2 separate regions of the Triticum aestivum genome follow, and region 2 is linked to region 1. The links are chromatin contacts, called in public Hi-C maps. All regions are on one chromosome and are shown on one strand. The core of a region is the stretch at or near the end of the contact, and the rest is flanking DNA. Distances in the headings are between cores, read along the strand shown.

Region 1 (3,706 bases), core at 1,075-3,574:
TGAGGAGCTGCCAGCATGCTTTCCCGCCTAAGCGTCCAAGGCAGGACGCCTTAAAAATAATGAATAGAAGCAAATGCTGGAAATTATGTTTGTTTGGACAAAAAAAATGATAAGCCAGATAAACATACCTGTAAAGCAAGGCTTAACCCACCGTTTTCTTCAGGTTCAAAATAGAGCAACTGAAAGGGAAAAAGACCTCCTTAGAAATAAGAACTTGTTCATGGGAGGAAACCTGAAAATTTGCCAAACTTACAGTGCAATAATACAAAATACTATGTACTGTGTACTTGATTATTTTAAATGTGATTATTCAATGCCATGATAATCTCAAGAGAAACGACCAGTTATATGTCTTGTTGAGATGGTGCACATATCAGCAGGCGGAGCTACCACGAAAAAACTGGGCGGGCCAGATAGTACAAACTGTGCTACCATATTAAAATCAGTACATTATTGTAGGCTGGACTTCATGTAAAACATTTTTTGCTTTAACCCTGGGCGGGCCATGGGCCTTTTGGCCTTGGTGTGGCTCTGCCAGTGCATATCAGTATATCACCACAAATTTCTTAACACTCAGAGTGCAAAAGTTAACCAGAAAAGAACAGATAAGCTAGTTTACTTATCCAAGTGCAACAATACAAGTAACAGATGGCGAAGCTTCTCAACCAAAGTAATGTAATGGAGTAGTTAAGTTATCAAATGAACATGTCAGATAGATGCTAACGACGAGTTTGCAACTAACCTTGAATTTACTTTTAGCAGTCGAACAAACTCTACACACTAACCCCAATTTGGCTTCTTCTTCCGTTATGTCCACTGAATAAAAATGAGCTGATTGTTTTTCCACCTGCCAATGTGTTCAATCCAAAATATTACTCACTCGACAAAAATAATGCATGGAGATGAAACGAAGGCGGGTAGTTGCCAACCTTCCTGCATATGGATTTGCCCAGATGAAGCTGAGCAATCTCCACCGAGCCATTCAATGCCTCCTCTAAAACTGTTGCCGAAACTGTGGTTTTGATTGGTACTCCTAGCTTGCTGCACAAACACAACTATCACTACATAACCCCATAACCAGACAAATATTAGAGAATAAAACAGCGTATCCTGAACAAGTCACCTAAACAGAGCAGCAAACATTGTATTTACAGTGTTGAGACTTGATAGGTCCAGCTCTAGTTCGTGACTATCTGCTTCGATGGCCTGCATGGCAACAGAAGCATTAGTCACATGAGAAACAAGCAACACAAACTACTCAAATCAAGCCATATATCACCTCGAATCCAGAGGAATCATACTGCCGCCTTTTATCAGGATCTGAGAGGATGTTGTAAGAGAATGTGGCTTCTTGGAACTTCTCAGAGGCAACGGGGTCGTCTGCATTCTTATCTGGATGGTACCTTCAGGGCAAGCATTAACAGAAAATTACTCAAGCCGCTGCATTATTGCCCTTCGTCAAACTATTACTCCCTCCGTTCGGAATTACTTGTCGCAGAAATGGATGTATCTAGACGTATTTTAGTTCTAGATACATCCATTTTCGAGACAAGTAATTCCGAACGGAGGGAGTACTACTCAACAAGCTAGCTGAGAGCTACTGAATTATAAAGACATCCTGGTCTGGTCTTAACAAGCGATTAAAAAAGGTCCCACGAAGTTGTGTGTCTGTCGTTGCGCAAAGCGGCAAAATTATCAAAAATTAGCTAATGTTCCCATAGCAGGAGAAAAATTTACATGAAATACGCTACACTCGGTAGAAATTTTAGCAGTTAGTATCATCCTGGCTAGCTGGCTGACTCGTGAGGAGCGCAACAAGAGCGCGAGGCCAAATCCTCGAGCTTGACTTACTTGAGGGCCATGCGGCGGAAGGCGCTCTTGATCTCCTGCTCCGTGGCATTGCGCCCCACCCCCAGCACCTCGTACGGGTCCCTCCTCTGCGCCGCGGCGCCGGCCGCCGACGCGGCCGAGTCCCCCTTGTTCTCCGACTTGAACGACCCAAATTTGCGGCCCGCCATAGACGCCGACTCCACACCCTACGAGCAGGGAAACCCTAACCCCGGACCCACACGGCAGCAGCAGCAGCTCGCTCAGATCTTACAGCAGCGGCGGCGGCGGCGGCGGCGAGGAGCGCGCGCGCCGACCACCAGCCGCGGCCTTCGGCTGCGGCGACGGCGGCAGGATAGAGCGCCGGAGGTTTAGGCCCTAGGGATTTCGCCGGCGGCGGGGGCTGGCCAGCTTCAGCAGCTGCTAATTTGGGACGGTGGCGAGTCGAGGAGCGGAGAAGGGATGGCGACGAAGCGAGGGCGAGGAGGGAGAGGCGATAGGGAGGGGCGAGGACGAATTATTTAGGGGCCGGCATGCGGGGCCCGTCGGGCAGTGGGCCGCCTTGCCTCGTCGGACCGGGGCCTTGCCGGCCGGGTTGTCGTGTCCCGGTCTTCGGTCGCGCTCCGGGTCCAGCCGTTGCCGAGTCCCGCGGAGCCGATTTGAATGGCTCGACGGGCCCGCGCACGGTGGGGCACACGTGTAAGTGACGGGGTTAGGCACCCCAAAGGTGCAGGGTCTGTTTGTGACCGGTGCGGTTGTGCGTCCGGTGACCCGTGTGAGCTCATGCATCAGATCAGCTGATGCAGACTTTCGAAAAACATTAAATCGTTTGACTTTTCACTTTCATTCACCCCCGAGGAAAAGTATCGGATACCTTGGGAAACATCACATCCAAAAACAGCCTAAAAGAAAATTATTATAAACCTTGGGAAATTTAAGTTTGATTAAATTGCACGGAGCGTTCTTTTTTCCTATGCCACATCTAGGGTGTACACCTCCCATCTAAGCAACACCGGTGAGCCCGTGGATTCGCCTTCCTTTTGATTGTCGCTTCGGCGTCCGGTGACGGGGAGCAGAATTCTGGTGCCTCGGTGGTTAGTAGTTTAGGTTAGTCCTCACAGGGCAGCATTCTGGCGGATGGCGACGCTTCTTGTCCGAGTTGGTCTTCCAGGATCCGATCCTTCATGACTTCGTCCGTCTGGATGGAATCGACAGAGCTCCGACGCGGATTTCTTTCGTCTCTTTGGGGCGGTGAGGTTAGGGTTTTACATCGTGCGTGTGCGACGACCAAATCTGGGAGGGTTCAACGACGATGATTATGGCTACAGGACGTTGGTCCGTAAGGACACGTGCTCTGACAGGAAAGCGATGACAACAACGCGTCGACGGCTTGTTCAGGCGGCGGTAACGGTCGTTCAGTTGTCTAAGGGCCTGTTCGGTAGCTCGCCAGCTCCCAGCTTCCATGAATCCACGAGGGAAGCTGGCCCGAACGGCCCAGCTTCAGGAAGCTGGCTTCCCAGATCGAAGCAGCATCGACGTACAAAAAACTTGGAGCCGCAGTTTTGTCGATCCCAGAAGCTAGATTCCTCGAGTTGGCATTATTAACGATCGGATGCCACCGTGAAGTGCCTCACGTACCGGTTCGTTATGTTTCCCTCCGATCTGGGCCAAGCCCATCCTCTCTCCTCCTGTTTCACACTGATCCTACCTGTTGAGCCGACTGGGCTCCAGCCCGCCCAGGCAAGCCGGCCTGCTAGCGCGACGAGAAGCTGAAGTGATCGAGACGAACGATTTTCCCTCGATCCCGATTCGTGAAGAAGATGGCGATCGAAAACAGAAGCTGGATTTGAGGATTTCCTGGAGCCAGCGAGTTGACGAA
Region 2 (3,611 bases), core at 135-2,634, 240 kb after region 1:
TTTGAAGCAGCTCCTTCTTCTACTTTGGGGCTCCCATGACGACTGTGTAGGAGGAGGAAGAAGGGCTGGGGGCGATTCTGTTGGATGTCCCTCCTTCTGGCGTGCAGAAGAAGAAGAAGGCAGTGTGGGAGGGGCTGGGGCGAGCGGGCGAGCGGGCGTGGGGGCGAGCTGGGGACAGCTGGCCACGTGGGGGTGATTCTGTTGATGGACGCTCAATCGGTCTGTTCTGGTGGCCGCTCGATCGGCCGGGATGGTGGCCCCTTCCTTTTCTGTTGCGCGGGGGACAGGGGCTATCTTTTTCGGCCAGCCGCTCGATCGCACTAGTGGGCAGCCCACTAGACGCGTCCTTGGATATTTGTGTGCTGCCCACCGCGTAAACGACCTTCAAGATCCGTCATCATCACGGGCTTCAAAGCCAAGAACGGACCGGCGGTTCACGCAGAAAAATCCACGACGACCTTCGCATACACTAGGACAGAACCATTCCTTTCTCATTTAACAACAACATGGCTTATCTTAATCAGTCTGTTACTAGAAAGTTGCAATAATTCAGTCTTTTTGAAAGTGCAAGAGTTGCTCATGTCATGCTAATAAAGCACTCACCAGCAGAGCATTTGGCTATGGAACGCCCTGATCCGCCTGCGTTCCCACTCACCACCCATCTCTCTCTTTCAACCGTCGTCCGCTTTGTGGTGACCTAGAGCAGGAAGGTAGGCCACCTGCACACACCTAGAACTAGAACTAGAAGGCATCACTGCTGATTTCTGATTGACGAGTTGCCGATTCAAAGACGCATGTTTCGTCTGCTTCGCGGCCGGTGCAAGTTTGGAAGAAAAGATCTTCTTTTCCATCCGATAATCTCCACGCAAAATGATATCCAAAGCCAGCATGACCTCAGCCTCGGATCCTTGATATCTTGCGTGTAGATCAATCTGATGGAAGCTGCTTCAATTCCGGGATAGCTAGTCAAGGCTCGATCGGGTCGGGAGCGAAAGGCGCTGCTTCCAACCCCGGAGCCGTCATCTGTCACGTCGACACTCGACAGGTTGACAGCAACATGCGGCGAACACAAGGCCACATATCCATCCATACTTGACCGAACGAAAAACACCAACTCGGACATTTCGTTGGAACCCAAGCGGGGCGGACGTTTCCCGCCTCTCGGCCATCTCCGCGTCCCGCCGTGCTGACCCAGCTGCGAGCGAGCGAGCCTTAAAGCTTACGTGACAGCAGCCTGGTTTTCTTGCCCCGATCGTCTGTTCATCTCATCTCAAGACTTCATCGATTAGCAATGGGCAAGTCGGGTTCTCCTTCCCTTGTGTTGTTGTTGGTTGCTGCCATGGCGGCGGCGATGGTGTTCGTCGCCTCGCCGGTGGCGGCCTTCCCGGTGGCCGGTTTGCCGGAGGCGGAGCCCCCGTTCCCGAACCCGTGGCTGGCGTTCCAGAACCTCTCCGGCTGCCACATGGGCGACGAGCGGGACGGGCTCGCGAGGCTCAAGGACTACCTGAGCCACTTCGGGTACCTCCCGGAGGCGCCGTCCTCGTCGCCCTTCAGCGACGCGTTCGACGCCGACCTGGAGGCGGCCATCGCCACGTACCAGCGCAACTTCGGCCTCAACGCGACGGGGTTCCTGGACCCGTCCACCGTGTCCCAGATGGTCGCCCCGCGCTGCGGCGTGGCGGACGTCATCAACGGCACGTCCACCATGGACCGGAACGCGTCGTCCGCGGCGGGGCACGGGCGGCACCTCTACACGTACTTCCCCGGCGGGCCCATGTGGCCGCCGTTCCGCCGCGAGCTGAGGTACGCGATCACAGCGACCGCGGCGACGTCCATCGACCGGGCGACGCTGAGCGCCGTGTTCGCGCGCGCCTTCGCCCGGTGGTCCGACGCCACCACGCTGCGGTTCACGGAGACGGCGACCGAGTCGGACGCCGACATCACCATCGGGTTCTACGCGGGGTCGCACGGCGACGGCGAGGCGTTCGACGGGCCGCTGGGCACGCTGGCGCACGCCTTCTCGCCGACGGACGGGCGGTTCCACCTGGACGCGGCGGAGGCGTGGGTGGCCGACGGGCAGGGCGACGCGTCGTCCCGCCCGGGCGCGGTGGACCTGGAGTCGGTGGCGGTGCACGAGATCGGGCACCTGCTGGGGCTGGGCCACTCGTCGGTGCAGGGCGCCATCATGTACCCGACCATCAGGACGGGGACGAGGAAGGTGGACCTAGAGGCGGACGACGTGCAGGGGATCCAGAGCATGTACGGGACGAACCCCAACTTCAAGGGCGTCGCGCCGACGTCGCCGTCGACGAGCAGCCGGGAGATGGACAGCAGCGCCGGCGCCGGCTCCCGGCCGGGCAGCCGGTTCGTTGCGGTAGTTGCGGCGGTTGGCCTGCTGCTGCTACTGTCACTGTAGACTACCTGGTCCTTTTGCCTGCCTCCGTGACGGTCACGCCACGTCCATCTCTGCAGGCTGTGCCGATTGCTAGTTCGATTGGCCATTGATATTTTTGGGTAGATTCTTCTGTACATACTACTGTAACTGGCATTGATTTTTAGTATACAGAATAATACAGTAGATTACACGGATCACATGGTTTATTATTTCAGTGTCAAACTACCTGGCGTGTGAAGTAAGTATGAGCTCTCTTTAGTTGGCATCAGGGCACTGTTCAATGATCATGCCACAAGTGGATTATGACGAGTCGCGTGAATGGCATACACTATTTCTGTAACTCCGTCCGGCCAAATGGTAGTTGCTGCTGTTGGTCGGGGTTGACCTCTGGGTGCCGTATCAGGCTATCAGCAACAGCGACTCATGATCCCGGCAGGCGTCTGTCCTATCCGGGAGAGAGAATTTCGAGGTATCGCCGGAAAAAATTCTATGCTTTGTTAATAGTTTGTTTGGTCGCCCATCCACTTGGTCCATGCACGCATTAGTATAACCTCATGACTTCCTTTCGCAATTCAGAAGTACAGTTGACGTCCATCAGAATACCTACCCAGTCACCCAGACCAGACAAACATCAATGAGAAAAATAAAGCAGAAAAATTCTGCGCTGGGAATGTTCGCTTCCTAGTCTTATGTATCGAACGCTCACGTGTAGTTTTGGTTGGGTAGTTGAGCAAGGAATGCACAATGAATGTAATATGAAAATATATGTCACAGTCATAGTGAATATAATGAAGCTCCGGCAAATAATAATAATAACTGTGGAAAGATGATTTGCAATACAATAATCATTGTATTGATGGGGTGCTGGTGCACGTATATATAATACAAGGGAAGGCCTCTACCTCAATTATACAAGACTAGGAGGTGGGTCACAACTCCAATACACGTGCAATACAAAACACATACTCAACACCCCCCCGCAGTCGAAGCGTCGCCGGAGACACAGAGACTGGACCGAAACTCCTCGAAGACGGGAGTAGGCAATCCCTTAGTCATCACATCAGCAAACTGTTGCGACGTCGGCACGTGGAGAACTCGAATATGGCCAAGGGCAACCTGCTCGCGCACGAAGTGAATGTCGAGCTCAATATGCTTCGTCCGTCGATGGTGCACCAGGTTGGCGGAGAGGTAGACCGCGCTAACGTTATCGCAGTAG

The links. Hi-C and Micro-C count contacts between places; a contact is called where the count stands out from the background.
Region 2: a contact with region 1 is called in a Hi-C map of leaf, with 4 times the contacts expected there. The contact joins the promoter of LOC123138275 here to the promoter of LOC123138274 in region 1. A contact is called at or near these places in 3 of 5 Hi-C or Micro-C datasets (all in leaf) and 1 of 1 datasets of contacts at active chromatin or transcription factors (leaf).

What each region holds. Positions count from the first base shown.
Region 1 is chr6B:607,830,105-607,833,810 of IWGSC CS RefSeq v2.1, forward strand. LOC123138274 (chaperone protein dnaJ 16) reads right to left here and starts at 2,325. Exons shown (of 11, transcript XM_044558216.1): 1 at 1,852-2,325; 2 at 1,280-1,403; 3 at 1,124-1,206; 4 at 930-1,041; 5 at 743-847; 6 at 129-179. The coding sequence starts at 2,018.
Region 2 is chr6B:608,070,185-608,073,795 of IWGSC CS RefSeq v2.1, forward strand. It overlaps LOC123138275 (metalloendoproteinase 3-MMP), which reads left to right and starts at 1,385. Exons shown (of 1, transcript XM_044558217.1): 1 at 1,385-2,592. The coding sequence starts at 1,385. The coding sequence ends at 2,416.